Linked DNA regions of Oryctolagus cuniculus: region 2 is linked to region 1. Evidence: chromatin contacts called from public Hi-C data. All regions are on one chromosome and are shown on one strand. The core of a region is the stretch at or near the end of the contact, and the rest is flanking DNA. Distances in the headings are between cores, read along the strand shown. Region 1 holds the start of SNRNP35 (small nuclear ribonucleoprotein U11/U12 subunit 35). Region 2 overlaps RILPL2 (Rab interacting lysosomal protein like 2).

What was found. Hi-C and Micro-C count contacts between places; a contact is called where the count stands out from the background.
Region 2: a contact with region 1 is called in a Hi-C map of skin fibroblasts, with 4 times the contacts expected there. The contact joins the enhancer-like site here to the promoter of SNRNP35 in region 1. A contact is called at or near these places in 3 of 6 Hi-C or Micro-C datasets (ear pinna, skin fibroblasts and an unstated tissue).

What each region holds. Positions count from the first base shown.
Region 1 is chr21:5,900,424-5,906,724 of mOryCun1.1, reverse strand. It overlaps SNRNP35 (small nuclear ribonucleoprotein U11/U12 subunit 35), which reads left to right and starts at 2,465. Exons shown (of 2, transcript XM_008251630.4): 1 at 2,465-2,602.
Region 2 is chr21:5,940,001-5,946,301 of mOryCun1.1, reverse strand. RILPL2 (Rab interacting lysosomal protein like 2) reads right to left here. Exons shown (of 4, transcript XM_051828885.2): 4 at 5,895-6,301. The coding sequence ends at 6,300. It overlaps KMT5A (lysine methyltransferase 5A), which reads left to right. Exons shown (of 8, transcript XM_070066111.1): 7 at 118-308; 8 at 737-2,348. The coding sequence ends at 947. Among named protein-coding and RNA genes, the nearest start is that of KMT5A, 19 kb to the left of the region's middle. Within about 2 kb of position 3,726, at least 2 of the 8 cell types and tissues checked have an H3K27ac peak or open chromatin away from gene starts, as enhancers often do. A contact at or near this core is called in ear pinna, where this site is marked.

The DNA of each region.
Region 1 (6,301 bases), core at 1,216-3,715:
GGTGTATCCACGAGGGGATAAACAGAAATGCAGTCCATCTGTACGACGTCACCTGACACACGCTCCAACCAGGACAGGCCTTGAGAACCCTTTGCTTAGAGAAGTCAGACAAATACTTCCTGGTTCCACTCGTGGGAGGCACCTGGGTGGTCAAACCACGGAGACAGACAGGAGAATGGCTCGGGCCAGGGGCTGGGGGCTGGGGAAGGGGGTGCTGTTGAATGGCTAACAGCATTGCAGTTTTAAAAGATGAAAACGTTCTAGAGCTTGCACAGCAATGTAAAACTACTGCACTACTCAGACATGACTAAGATCATAAGTGCTGTGCGTTTTTTACAATCAAAAAAATGAACAATAGAAGTAAGAACTCGGGGGCTGGCGCTGTGGCGCAGTGGGTAAACACCCTGGCCTGAAGCACTGGCATCCCACATGGGCGCCGGTTCGAGACCCGGCTGCTCCACTTCCTGTCCAGCTCTCTGCTATGGCCTGTGAGGGCAGTGGAGGATGGTCCAAGGGCTCGGGCCCCTGCACCCACGTGGGAGAGCTGGAAAAAGCTCCTGGCTCCTGATCGGCACAGCTCCAGCTCTTGTGGCCATCTGGGGAGTGGACCATTGGATGGAAGACCTCTCTGTCTCTCTCTGCCTCTCCTCTCTCTGTGTAACTCTTTCAAATAAATAAATAAATAAATCTTTTTTTTTTTTTTTTTTTGACAGGCAGAGTGGACAGTGAGAGAGAGAGACAGAGAGAAAGGTCTTCCTTTGCCGTTGGTTCACTCTCCAATGGCCACCGCGGCCGGCGCGCTGCGGCCAGCGCACCGCGCTGATCCGATGGCAGGAGCCAGGAGCCAGGTGCTTTTCCTGGTCTCCCATGGGGTGCAGGGCCCAAGCACTTGGGCCATCCTCCACTGCACTCCCGGGCCACAGCAGAGAGCTGGCCTGGAAGAGGGGCAACCGGGACAGAATCCGGCGCCCCAACCGGGACTAGAACCCGGTGTGCCGACGCCGCAGGCAGAGGATTAGCCTAGTGAGCCGCGGCGCCGGCCATAAATAAATCTTAAAAAAAAAAAGAGCTTGACGGACAGGCGCAAGGGGTGCGTCTCACAGAGGGCTCCCAGCTGCAGCACCTGGGTCCAGCCGGGGACACCCTTTCCCCAGGCCACCCTGTGTTGCTGGCTGGGCACAGCAGGGACATGAGGGCCTGGGCATTTCTGCACGAGCTGTGACACCCCTAACGGGCGCAGAGCGACCCACTGGGCTGGCGAGGTCCCCACTGCTGCTCTGTCTGCCCTCGCCGGCGGCGCACCTGCATCACCCTGCAGCCCCCGGCCGGCCCAGCGTAGCTCCCTCGTGCTCAGGACTCACAGGCGGCACCTCCACTAACTCTAGCCCTGCCCAGTGCCACCTCCTGTCCTAGCCTGGCTCTGCTCAGGGGACCACTCAACTAACCCAGCCGCTCGGGGGGCTTCGAAAAGTTCGTGGAAAATGGCACGAAATGAAATTTACGCTGGTGCAAGAATTTTTTGAAACTCGTGCATACCAGGGATCTTCAAAGAGTGTCCGAAAAATGTGTATTTATGGGGAAAAGCGCACCAAAAAAATACCTTTTTCCTATGACTGCAGCAATGGGCGGTAACATCACCTTCCAGGAGTAAGGCCCAGTCGTCTGCAGAAATCCCACACGGGGAAGGGGCTGATCAGGTGCTCCCGGAAGACACCCAGCGCCGGGACTTAGGAAGCCCAACTCGGGGCCGGAGCTGCGGCGCAGCGGGTTAACGCCCTGGCCTGAAGCGCTGGCATCCCACATGGGCGCCGGTTCGAGTCCTGGTTGCTCCTCTTCCAATCCCTCTCTCTGCTGGGGCCCGGGAAAGCAGGAACCAGCGGATGGAAGACCTCTCTCTCTCTCTCTGCCTCTCCTCTCTCTGTGTAACTCTGACTTTCCAAAAAAAAAAAAAAAAAAAAAAAAAAAGGCTACCTCCACGCCACCCTGATCCAGGTGAACGGATGAGCCCATCAAATCACTCATTCGACCGCACCTTGCCGCCTCCCTCGCCCCTCACGCCCAGGTTTCCATTTTTTGTAACCGTGGCTCTGACGCCGGGGGGTCTCTCAGTTTGCTCCACGACTCATCAGAGGACTTCCCCCCAAAAAAATTTTTTTTTCTAGAGATTGAGCCCAGGGACTGGGAAAGTCAGCGACTCTGAAAGCCCGCTTTGCTTGTGTGGAAAGTGAACTTAACAAACCCGGGGGCTACGAAAAGCCTGCGACCACCAACGAAGCTCCCCGCCAGCCGACGCCGCCATTTTGGGAGGAGAAAGTGAGCTGCTCCGCGACCTGCACATTCGATCTTTCCGATGCTCAGCCGGCCGGCTTCTGTACTCGTGTAGAAAGTCAGAAACACAACAAAGCTCGTTCTCGGAAAAGCCACTCGCACGACGCTCAACCTCGTGATGAAGTATTTCTGAATACAAAAATAACAGGAAGCCAGCGTCTGTGGCGAATCTGCTGCTTCCAAAGTGAGAGTGCGGGCGAGGCCGGCGGGAGGAATCTTCCGTGGCGTGGAGCCCGGCGCTTGACTCCGTGGGAAGAGCCCAAGCTTTGCTGCGGTGAGCGAGGGCGCGGAGGGGACAGGGCCCACGCGGGGAGAAGGCAGGAGGACTGAGGCCCGGGCGCCGGGTCCGTGTCGTGGGGGCCGCCATGTTGAGACCTGGCAGAGGGGGCGCCTTCCGGGGCTGTGTTGCGGGGAGCGGGGGTGAGAGTTGCGTTGGGAGGATGGCCCCTTCCTCCCCGCGCCCACCCGGCTCGGGAGGGGCCGGCGGTCAGGGCGGGGGCGGGGAGTCGGCCGCCCGGGCCTTCCCCCCACACCCCGAGACTTCCGCCCTGGGGTCCCGGGCGCCACGGCGCATGCCCGGGGTGGAGGTCGCCGCCGCGGGCCCCCGTTTCGTTCCCCGCTTGGGCGGGGAGCCCCGGGAGCTGCTGGTTTGAGGACGAGCTAGGCAGGCTGCGCTCGGGCCGGCCCGGCCTCCCCCCCCCCCCCGGGGGCCGAGGCGCCTGGCCGCGCCTTGCGGGTGACCGCCGCCCAGACTCGGGTGCGAGCGAGCTGCGCTCTGCCCCGCGTCCGGCTCCCGGCCCCGCGCGCTCCGCTGCCCCGCGTGTGTGTCCCTGATGATAGTTTTCGTGGAAACGCGGAGGTCGTTGGCGGGAAGTCTCCGCAGGACGCCCAGCGCGGAGAGAACGCTGGGCTCGGGGCCGTGAGACCTGGTGGGGGGGGGGGGCGCGGAGACGGGAGAGGGAGCGAGAGCGCGAGCCCCAAGTGCAGGGCGACACGAGGGGATGCCCCTCGGATTCCCTGGAAGCCGTCGGGAGCTTGACTTGGTGCAGTAAGGGCAGTGTTGTTGGGTGGCTCTTTAAAAAAAAAAAAAAAAAGTTATTTGAAAGGCAGAATTCCAGAGGCAGAGAGAGAGAGAGAGGTCTTCCATCCGCTGGGTCACTCCCCAAACGGCTGCAACGGCTGGAGCTGCGCCGATCCGAAGCCAGGAGCTTCTTCCGGGTCTCCCACGCGGGTGCAGGGCCCCAAGCACTTTGGCCATCTTCCACTGCTTTCCCAGGCCACAGCAGAGAGCTAGATCGGAAGTGGAGTGACCAGGACTTGAACCAGCGCCCATATGGGATGGGATGCCAGCACAGCGTGGTGGGCCCCTGTGGCTTTTCTGTGCTGCGAATGAGGAGGGAGTCTTTCTGTTGGGGGTGGGAAACGCCCGGGCCCCACCCGCCCAGAATCGGGCCGGTGGTGGAGATGAGAGGCGCTCCAGCTCTGGGGTGACACGGACCGGGGTGCGGCTGCTCAGCCTCTGTGTGTCTGACCTTGCCCGTGTGAGGTGGCGGCAGCTGTGGTGCCCACGGCCTGCACGTGGCCGGGAGGGGGGGACTCAGGACCCTGACACCCCCCGGGGTCAGAGGTGAGGCACTGGCCCCCTAGAAGGCTGTCTCCATAGCCAACGCCAGGGCAGGGAGACCGAGGTGACATGGGGCTGGCTCTCGCCAGGGCAGGGAGAGCGAGGTGACATGGGGCTGGCTCTCGCCAGGGCAGGGAGAGCGAGGTGACATGGGGCTGGCTCTCGCCAGGGCAGGGAGAGCAAGGTGACATGGGGCGGGCTCTCGCCAGGGCAGGGAGAGCGAGGTGACATGGGCGGGCTCTCGCCAGGGCAGGGAGAGCGAGGTGACATGGGGCTGGCTCTCGCCAGGGCAGGGAGAGCGAGGTGACATGGGCTGGCTCTCACTTTTTTCCACGTGGAGAAGCTCCGGTCGTGATGGCGCGCGGAGCAGACCTGAAGTTGTCTCCCTGCCAAGGCCACCAGAGGCCACGTCCTCGGTGCCGGCTCAGGGTGCCAGGCACGTGTTCCCCTCCCTGCATCTGGGGGAGACGGTGTAGCGTCCCGCCTTCCAGTCTGCGAAGTGCTCCTGTGCCGGCTGGCTGGGACACAGACATGTTTTGTGAGTTCTGAGTGGGCTGGAGACAGGTGGCTCTGCGGGGCAGGTCCGCGGCCGGCCTCGGAGGGGCCCGCAGAGTTCCCACCCGCAGAGTAGAAGTGGGATGGCGGGGAAGGTTCCCAGCAGAGGAGATTGTGCAGGGACAGGCCTGGGGCTGGGGGCGTAGGGCACGCTCACGGGGCGTAGCCTGCTTCCTGACGGGATGTGCAGGTCAGAGGCCCGCCTGCAGCGCGTGACCTCCGGCTCCATGCTGTGGGTGTCTGGCGTTTTCGCTGGTAAGGGAGAGATTCCGCAGTGCACCTCGGCAGCATTCATTCCCCCGCAGGAGCGAAAGCAGAGAGACTCCTGGGAAACTGGAGAAGGGGGGGAAGTTGTAGATAACCATTTTAATAAATATTGTAGGCCAGCACCGCAGCTCAATAGGCTAATTCTCCGCCTGCGGCGCTGGCACACCAGGTTCTAGTCCTGCTCGGGGCATGGGATTCTGTCCTGGTTGCTCCTCTTCCAGGCCAGCTCTCTGCTGTGGCCCGGAAAGGCAGTGGAGGATGGCCCAAGTGCTTGGGCCCTGCACCCCATGGAAGACCAGGAGAAGCACCTGGCTCCTGCCTTCGGATCGGCACTCCCATTTAGGGAGTGAACCAATGGAAGGAAGATCTTTCTCTCTGTCTCTCTCTCTCACTAACTCTGCCTGTTAAATAAATAAATAAATAAATATTGTGGAAAGATGCTGTTAGGAGTGAGAAGTACTTTACAGAGTTCTGCTTTAAAATTTATTTATTTATTTGAGAGGCAGAGTAAGATAGACTGAGGAGAGAGAGCGCCTCCCTCCCTGGTTCACCCCCAGGTGCCTGCAGCGGCTGGGGTTTGGCTGAGCTGAAGCCTGGAGCCTGTAATTCATCCCAGGCCTCCCCTGGCGGCGGGAACCACCCCTGCCTCCCAGGAATCGGTGGCTTCACTGCCAGGCCAATGCTTGCCCCCTTTTTAAAAAGATTTTATTCATTTATTGGAGAGGAAGAGCTACAGACAGAGACACAGAGAGAGAGGTCTTCCATCTGCTGGTTCACTCCCCAGATGCCCAGAGCTGAGCCGATCTGAAGCCAGCAGCCAGGAGCTTCTTCCAGGTCTCCACGTGGGTGCAGGGACCCAAACACTTGGGACATCTTGCACTGCTTTCCCTGGCCATAACAGAGAGCTGTGTCGGAAGAGCAGTAGCTGGGACACGAACTGGTGCCCATGTGGGATGCCGGCGCCATAGGTGGAGGCTAAGCCTCCTGCGCTACAGTATCAGCCACAGCCCTGGAGCTTTGGATTTCATTTTGAAAATTTATGTGAAAAGCAGAGTGTAGAGTGACAGAGAAGCAGGGATATCTTGGATGTGTTGGCTTACTTCTCAAGTGGCTGCAAAGCCCAGAGCTGGGCCAGGCCGAAACCGTGGGCCTAGACCTCCATCTGGGTCTCCCACCTGGGTGGGGTCAGGGGCCACCATCTGCTGCCTTCCCAGGCACATACGCAGGACACTGGGTCAGAAACCAGGCAGCAAGGGTTTGAGCTGGTTTGCTGGTTCGGGAGGCCATCATTGCAAGCAGCAGCGTAACCTGCTGAGCCGCACGCCAGCCCCGGCTCCGGTTTTTACAGAACGTTATCTCAGCGTGGATGCTGACGTTTCCCGAGGTGGGCACGTAAGCTTTCTCGGCGTTTGCCTTATTCCAGCAGACAGGCCATGAATTAATTATTATGCATGAGGCAGAAGGAAGGACAGGTGTTGGGTTGAACTGCCATCGCGGCAGGTTCTGCAAACGCCAGTCGTGAGCTGT
Region 2 (6,301 bases), core at 2,477-4,976, 38 kb before region 1:
GAAAATTTGAAAATAATAATAAGATAAAGCTTGCCCCTGGCGGGCCCCCAGGAAGGCCCGTGCCTTGCAGCCGCCACTGCTATTAAAAACCAATGCTCTCTCGCCGCCTCCTGGCAGATTGACCTCATCGACGGCAAAGGCAGGGGCGTAATTGCCACGAAGCAGTTCTCCCGGGGTGACTTTGTGGTGGAGTACCACGGCGACCTCATCGAGATCACCGATGCCAAGAAGCGCGAGGCTCTGTACGCCCAGGACCCCTCCACGGGCTGCTACATGTACTACTTCCAGTATCTGAGCAAAACCTACTGGTAAGTCCGCGGCTGCTTCGCGTGGCCGCCCCGCGCCCCGCCAGCCACGGGCCTGGGCTGATCGAGCTCTTTGTGGTTCGGCTTTGGGTGCAGTTCTTGCTGCCTGTCTCGGGGCTGTCTCCCTACTTCCTGTCTGGAAGCCCCGGGGTGGGAGGTGGGCTGGGGGCCGCCTCATCCAGCGAGAAGCAGAACTGGACCCGTCTCACACAGCCCTGCCCGGCAGCCCACCTGGCTGCTCTGTGTGGCCGCTAAGTGCTCCTGGCTGTGGCCAGCGGAGTTGACTTCTATCCATGGATCTAGTTCGTAAAACTCTCCAGTTGCCTCCCTCGTCTCCAGAAAGAGCCCTTGTGGGTTGTGTCCCCTGCGCCTCCAGCCCTTGACGGGTCAAAAGGCCTCTTTGCCTGTGTAACCCCCTCCCTCCCCACCAGCGTGGACGCCACACGCGAGACCAACCGCCTGGGACGGCTGATCAACCACAGCAAGTGCGGGAACTGCCAGACCAAACTGCACGACATCGACGGGGTGCCCCACCTCATCCTCATCGCTGCGCGGGACATCGCGGCCGGGGAGGAGCTCCTCTACGACTACGGGGACCGCAGCAAGGCCTCCATCGAAGCCCACCCCTGGCTGAAGCACTGACCGCCGCCGCCGGCCTCTCCAAAGGACAAAGTGCCCTCAAAGGGAATGGGTTTTTGTTTTGTTTTTTTACACTTAGTCTTAGCAGATTACTTCAGATGTTTTTAAAAAGTATATTAAGATGCCTTTTCACTGTAGTATTTAAATGTCTGTTCCAGGTTTCCAAGGTGGACTTGAACAGATGGCCTTACATTACCAAAACTTTTATATTCTAGTTGTTTTGTACCTTTTTTGCATACAAGTCGAACGTCCGTGCTTCCCGTGCATGCGGTCAAAGACTCGGCACAGGTTTTAGAGAGGAAAGAGAAGCAGGGCGCCGGGCGGGCCTCCCGCCTGCAGGTGCAGAGCCAGGCCCTGCCCGCCTGCCCGGCCTGCCCCGGGCGTTCCAAGCTCTTGTTCTCCCCGCGTCTCGACAGGCGCACGCTGAAGTGTATGAATATTTTTTAAAGGGTTTAACAGTAAGCTAGTCTTCCCCTCTGCTTTCTCGAAAGCTTCCTGGCCCCCGGGGCCGCGAGCACAGGCCTGGTGTCAACTGCTCTTCCACAGGCTGCCCCTCCCCAGGCGGCCGAGCAGGCTGGAGGCAGGCGGGGGAGGTGCCGCCTCCCTGTGCTGCCGGGGCAGGGTTCCCGAAACTGGGTTATTAATTCTTTATAGAAATGTGAACACTGAGTTTATTTTAAAAAAAAAATTTAAAACGTTTAAAAAAAAACAGCAAAAAAAAATTAAAAAAGAAAAAAGGCAAAAAAAAAAAACCCACAGCAAACAACTTACATGTATATAGGTCTTGAAGTGAGTGAAGTGGCTGCATTTTTTTGTTCTGGGTTTCTTTGCTTTGTTTCTGTAGGCGAGATTTGAGATGGTACTCTATTCTAATCAAAAATAAAGTTTTTGTAGTGGGACCAGAAATGACTTACCCGGCCGCCCCACCCCCACCCCACCCCCCATGACCTGCTGTCGAGGCCTTGGTGCCCCAGGACCCCTGCCGCCAGCCTCAGGGAAAGGCGCCAGGTACACGGGACAGCAGGCAGGGCTCGAGGACAAAGCTCAAGTGTTTTCCCCTGGACCGGTGGTGGGAGGAGAAGTGGCTCCCTCTCCCTCCCGAGGGGGCTGGTTCTCACTGTCCGCCCCCAGGCCAGTGGGGCCAGGTCAAGAGCCTGCCCTCTGCTCCAGGCGCCTCCCCCCACCCCAGGCTCATGACGGTGCTACCTAAGAAAGTCTTCCCCGCCCCCGCCGGCCTGGTGGGTGGGCAGCAAGTCGGAGGAGGATCCGATGGCAGCGTGGAAATGCGGGCTGTACCTGTCGTGGTTTAGCTTTGTATGTAAGCAAACAAAAAGGAAATAAACTTGAATCTTATTTGTCATCATAAAAATGAAATGAGAAATTAAAGTATTTATTGCCAGGCGAGATCACCTGCCTGTGTGTCTGTTCTTATGAAGAGCCCGGACTGGGTCTGGGGTTTATTTGTGAGGGCCACACGGCGGGTGGGGGCGGGGTATCAGTGCACATGATTGTCCACTTAGGGGGCCTGGAAATGTGATGGAGGCATAGGTGCTCGTGAAGGTGAGAGGTGAGCATGGACAGGCCGGCCCCTGGGGGCACTGCCAGCTGCAGCTGCGTTCTTAGGCAGATGTCCCTCCGCCCGCCAGGCCCTTGTCCCCATCTTAAATGGGCTGGTGGCTCCCTCAGCCCCACTCCTTGGGCACTCGAGACAAGTACGGACCCTGGTGTAGGAACGAGCGTTGGCTTCACGTGTTGGTCAGCTGTGCGCTCTCACACAAAATCAGTGGCCCCTGAAACCTGACGCTGTGCAGGCGTCTGCCTGTGCGCCTTGGGGGGCATCTTGGGGAGCTGGTCCTCGGGTGTTCTTACAGTCTCCTTGTGTGTGTTGGGGGGAGGGGCGTCCACGTGGTCTGCTGGCCACACAGGCCTGGGAGCGGCAGCTCCAGTTCCTGCCCATGTAGGCATGTAGGCCGCCGACACGGGTGTGGGTTCCCACCTGTGGCAGGCTGACGGTAACAGCTGGGACGCTGTGTGTGATCGCGAGGACTGGGTGACTTACTGCACAAAAGGCCCTTCGCCGAGTGTCTGGCACAGATAGATTCCTGCCGCTGGCTGTTTGCAAATGCTCAGCCTGGTCCTCCCGAGTCCTCCTTTAATGGAGGCGTTGATTTGCTCATTTGTGTGAGACGATGATGGCGCAGCACCCACTTCCTGTGCCTCTTGAATGAGGCCTGGTTGGAGCCCGCTCCTCGGCCTGTGCCCCGCACCCTCGCTGGGTGTGTGCTGAGCCTGCAGTGGGGGAGAGGCAGGAAGCAGGGGGCGCCAGGGGCGTGATCTGTGCTGCGGCCAGGGGGAGAAATGTTCCCACGCCCCAGCGTCAGGTTGTCCTGAGTCACTCCCCAAGCGTTTCTTGCTGGAGACTTCGTGAAACATTTACTTGAAAGGCAGAGGGAGGGAGAGAGGGAGGGAGGGAGAGAGGGAGGGAGGGAGGGAATCTCCCGTGCCCTGCTTCTCCCCCAAATGCTTGCTGCAGCCCAGGCTGGACCAGGCCAAAGCTGGGAGCCAAGAACCCCTCTGCAGGCCTCCCATGAGGGTGCTGGGCCCCTGCTGCCTCCCATTAGCAGGAAGTAGGAACCAAGCTGTGCCCTAACCACTGCACGAAATGCCCAGCCTGAGTACTGGCGCCACCGGGGCTGGGGGCTCTCAGGTCTGTCCCCCAGGAGAAGGGGGCAGGGCTGTGTTTACACAGGGTGACCCCAGGTCTGGAAACACGAGCCGCACACACCAAGGGCTCCCTGATGGCAGTGCACGATGATCTTACGTGTGCTTCGCGGCTGCCCCGTGCCCTGCAGATGGGGAAACTGAGGCAAGGATGGCTCAGGTGTAGTAGGATTGCCCCCAGGGCTGGACTTCCAACTTCAGTCCCCAGGAACCGGTGCTGTGGTACAGGAGTTAACACACTGCGTGCGATGCCAGCATCCCGCAGAGTGACAGTTTGAGTCCCAGCGCTCTAGTAACGGCCTGAGGAAGCAGCAGATGGCTGGCGTGCTCGGGGCCACCCATGTGGGAGGTCCCGCTGGAGTCCTGGTTCCCGGCTTTGGCCTGCTCTTCCCTGGGCTGTGTGGAGAATGAACCAGCTGATGGCAGACCTCCCTGTCACTCTGCCTTTCAAATAAATGAATGAATGGATGGATGGATGGATGGATGGATGGATAAAATCTTTAGAAAACCACCAAGCAACCAAACTTCAGTCCCAGGAACGGCCTCTGCCACGCATATGGCCCCGCCCAAGCCACGCACGTTCTGCGTGGCTTGCTGCCCTCACTCATGTCCGCCTGTGGTTCCGGTTCCCGTGCTCACACTCGCCCGCCAGGGAGCACGAGAGGGGAGCAGCCAGCCAGGGAGACAGCAATCCTGAGAGCTTCAGGGGTGACTCGGGAGGGTGACCTGGACTAGGCGTTTTTGAAAACAAAACATGTATCTGTTTACTTGAAAGAGGGCCAGAGGGAGCGCCTCCATCTGGTGGTTCCAGTGGCTGCCATGTCCTGGGCTAAACCAAGCTGAAGCCAGAAGCCTAGAATTCCACTAGCTGGAATCCAAGTACGTGGGCCATCTTCTTCTGCCCCTGAGGCACACTGGCAGGGAGCTGGGTCAGACGTGGGGCACCACTCGAACCTGCTCTTGGGTACGGGACGCCGGCATCACAGTGGTAGTTTAACACGCTGGGCCACAACGCCACCTCTGGATTAGGGCTTTAAGGCCAGGGCCCTTTTGTTGGAGACAGGGTGCTTAAGACTGGGTCGTGGCATTTGCATTCGCTCCGTGTCCTGCTCCTAGCATTCCCTAGCTTGGGACACTGGCCAAGTTCCTTCACTTCCCTCTGCATGTACCACCTTGAGCGTACACAGAGAACAACACCCACCTCACAGGCAGCAGGATGTAGGGACTTGTGCTCATTAACATAAAGTACTTCAAACCATTCACAGAAAAATGCAGTTAAAAGTATGAATTTAGGCCAGCGCAGCGGCTCAATAGGCTAATCCTCCGCCTTGCGGCGCCGACACCCTTGGTTCTAGTCCTGGTTGGGGCACCGGATTCTGTCCTGGTCGCCCCCCTTCCAGGCCAGCTCTCTGCTGTGGCCCGGGAGTGCAGTGGTGGATGGCCCAAGTGCTTGGGCCCTGCACCCCATGGGAGACCAGGAGAAGCACCTGGCTCCTGCCATTGGATCAGCACGGTGCGCCGGCCGCAGCGCGCCTGCCGCGGCGGCCATTGGAGGGTGAACCAACGGCAAAAGGAAGACCTTTCTCTCTGTCTCTCTCTCTATCCACTCTGCCTGTCAAAAAAAAAAAAAAAAAACAAAAAAACAAAAAAACAAACAAACAAACAAAAAAAAAACAAAAACAAAAAACAAAACGAAACAAAAAAAAAACTTTGGAATCCATTTAGTTTTCTCATAATATGCATTTTCATCAACTACAAAGGAATTTTCTGCCTCAAAATAAACTCATAGTTTTACTTCCACTTTCTGCAGTTCCCTGCAATGTTGGAAACTCTGCAGAGAGCTTCGCAGCTGAGAACCCAGGCCTTGGGTCAAGCCTGCCTCTGCTGTGCGAGCTGCTTCAGTCTGCAGATCCACAAACAGGGGGCCAGGCTCAGCCCCAGCCCCCTGCGTCCTTGCCAGGAACAGTGGAGGGAGTCCAGGGCGCAGGCTCAGCAGCCCCGCTCTCTCCCGACCGCATTTCCTTCACTCCCACACACCCACCTTCTCATCTCACCAACTCCGACCCCAGGACGAGCCTTCAGATCAGTAGCGCCACAGTTAGACTTTGCAGCGTGGCATCACAAATGAGCCCAGGAAACAGGGGCAAGTGCCACGCACACACATGCACACACACGGACCCAGCCACTACCTGAACTCTAGGACACCATTCCAAATAGCCTCAGAAAGTCTAAAAGTCATTTTGCTTTAATATAAAATCACACAAAGAGGGTCACGTGGGCTGAGTCAAATATTCGCGGAGCGTCAGTGACGTCACCCCTGGAATGTCCACAGCGCTCCCCACTCCCGTCTGCGGCACGGTCACCACCAGCGTTCTCTGCGGAACTCACAGGGCAGGAGGTAGCCCCGGCGCTCTCCCCCGACCTCCTGCGCCAGCTACAGCTTGCAGGGCATTCAGTTGTGCAGCCGGGGAGCAGGCGGGCTGGGAGAACCTCATCTTCCGCCGCAGACCGCCCGAGAGGAAGCAAGGGGGCGGGCACAGTGTGTGCTGACGGCACCCAGAGCTGGGTCCACAAGGCATCCTGCTGGCCGTCTTCTCCAGGCGGGCAGCTGTGGCCTGGGTCATGGCCTTCGACTT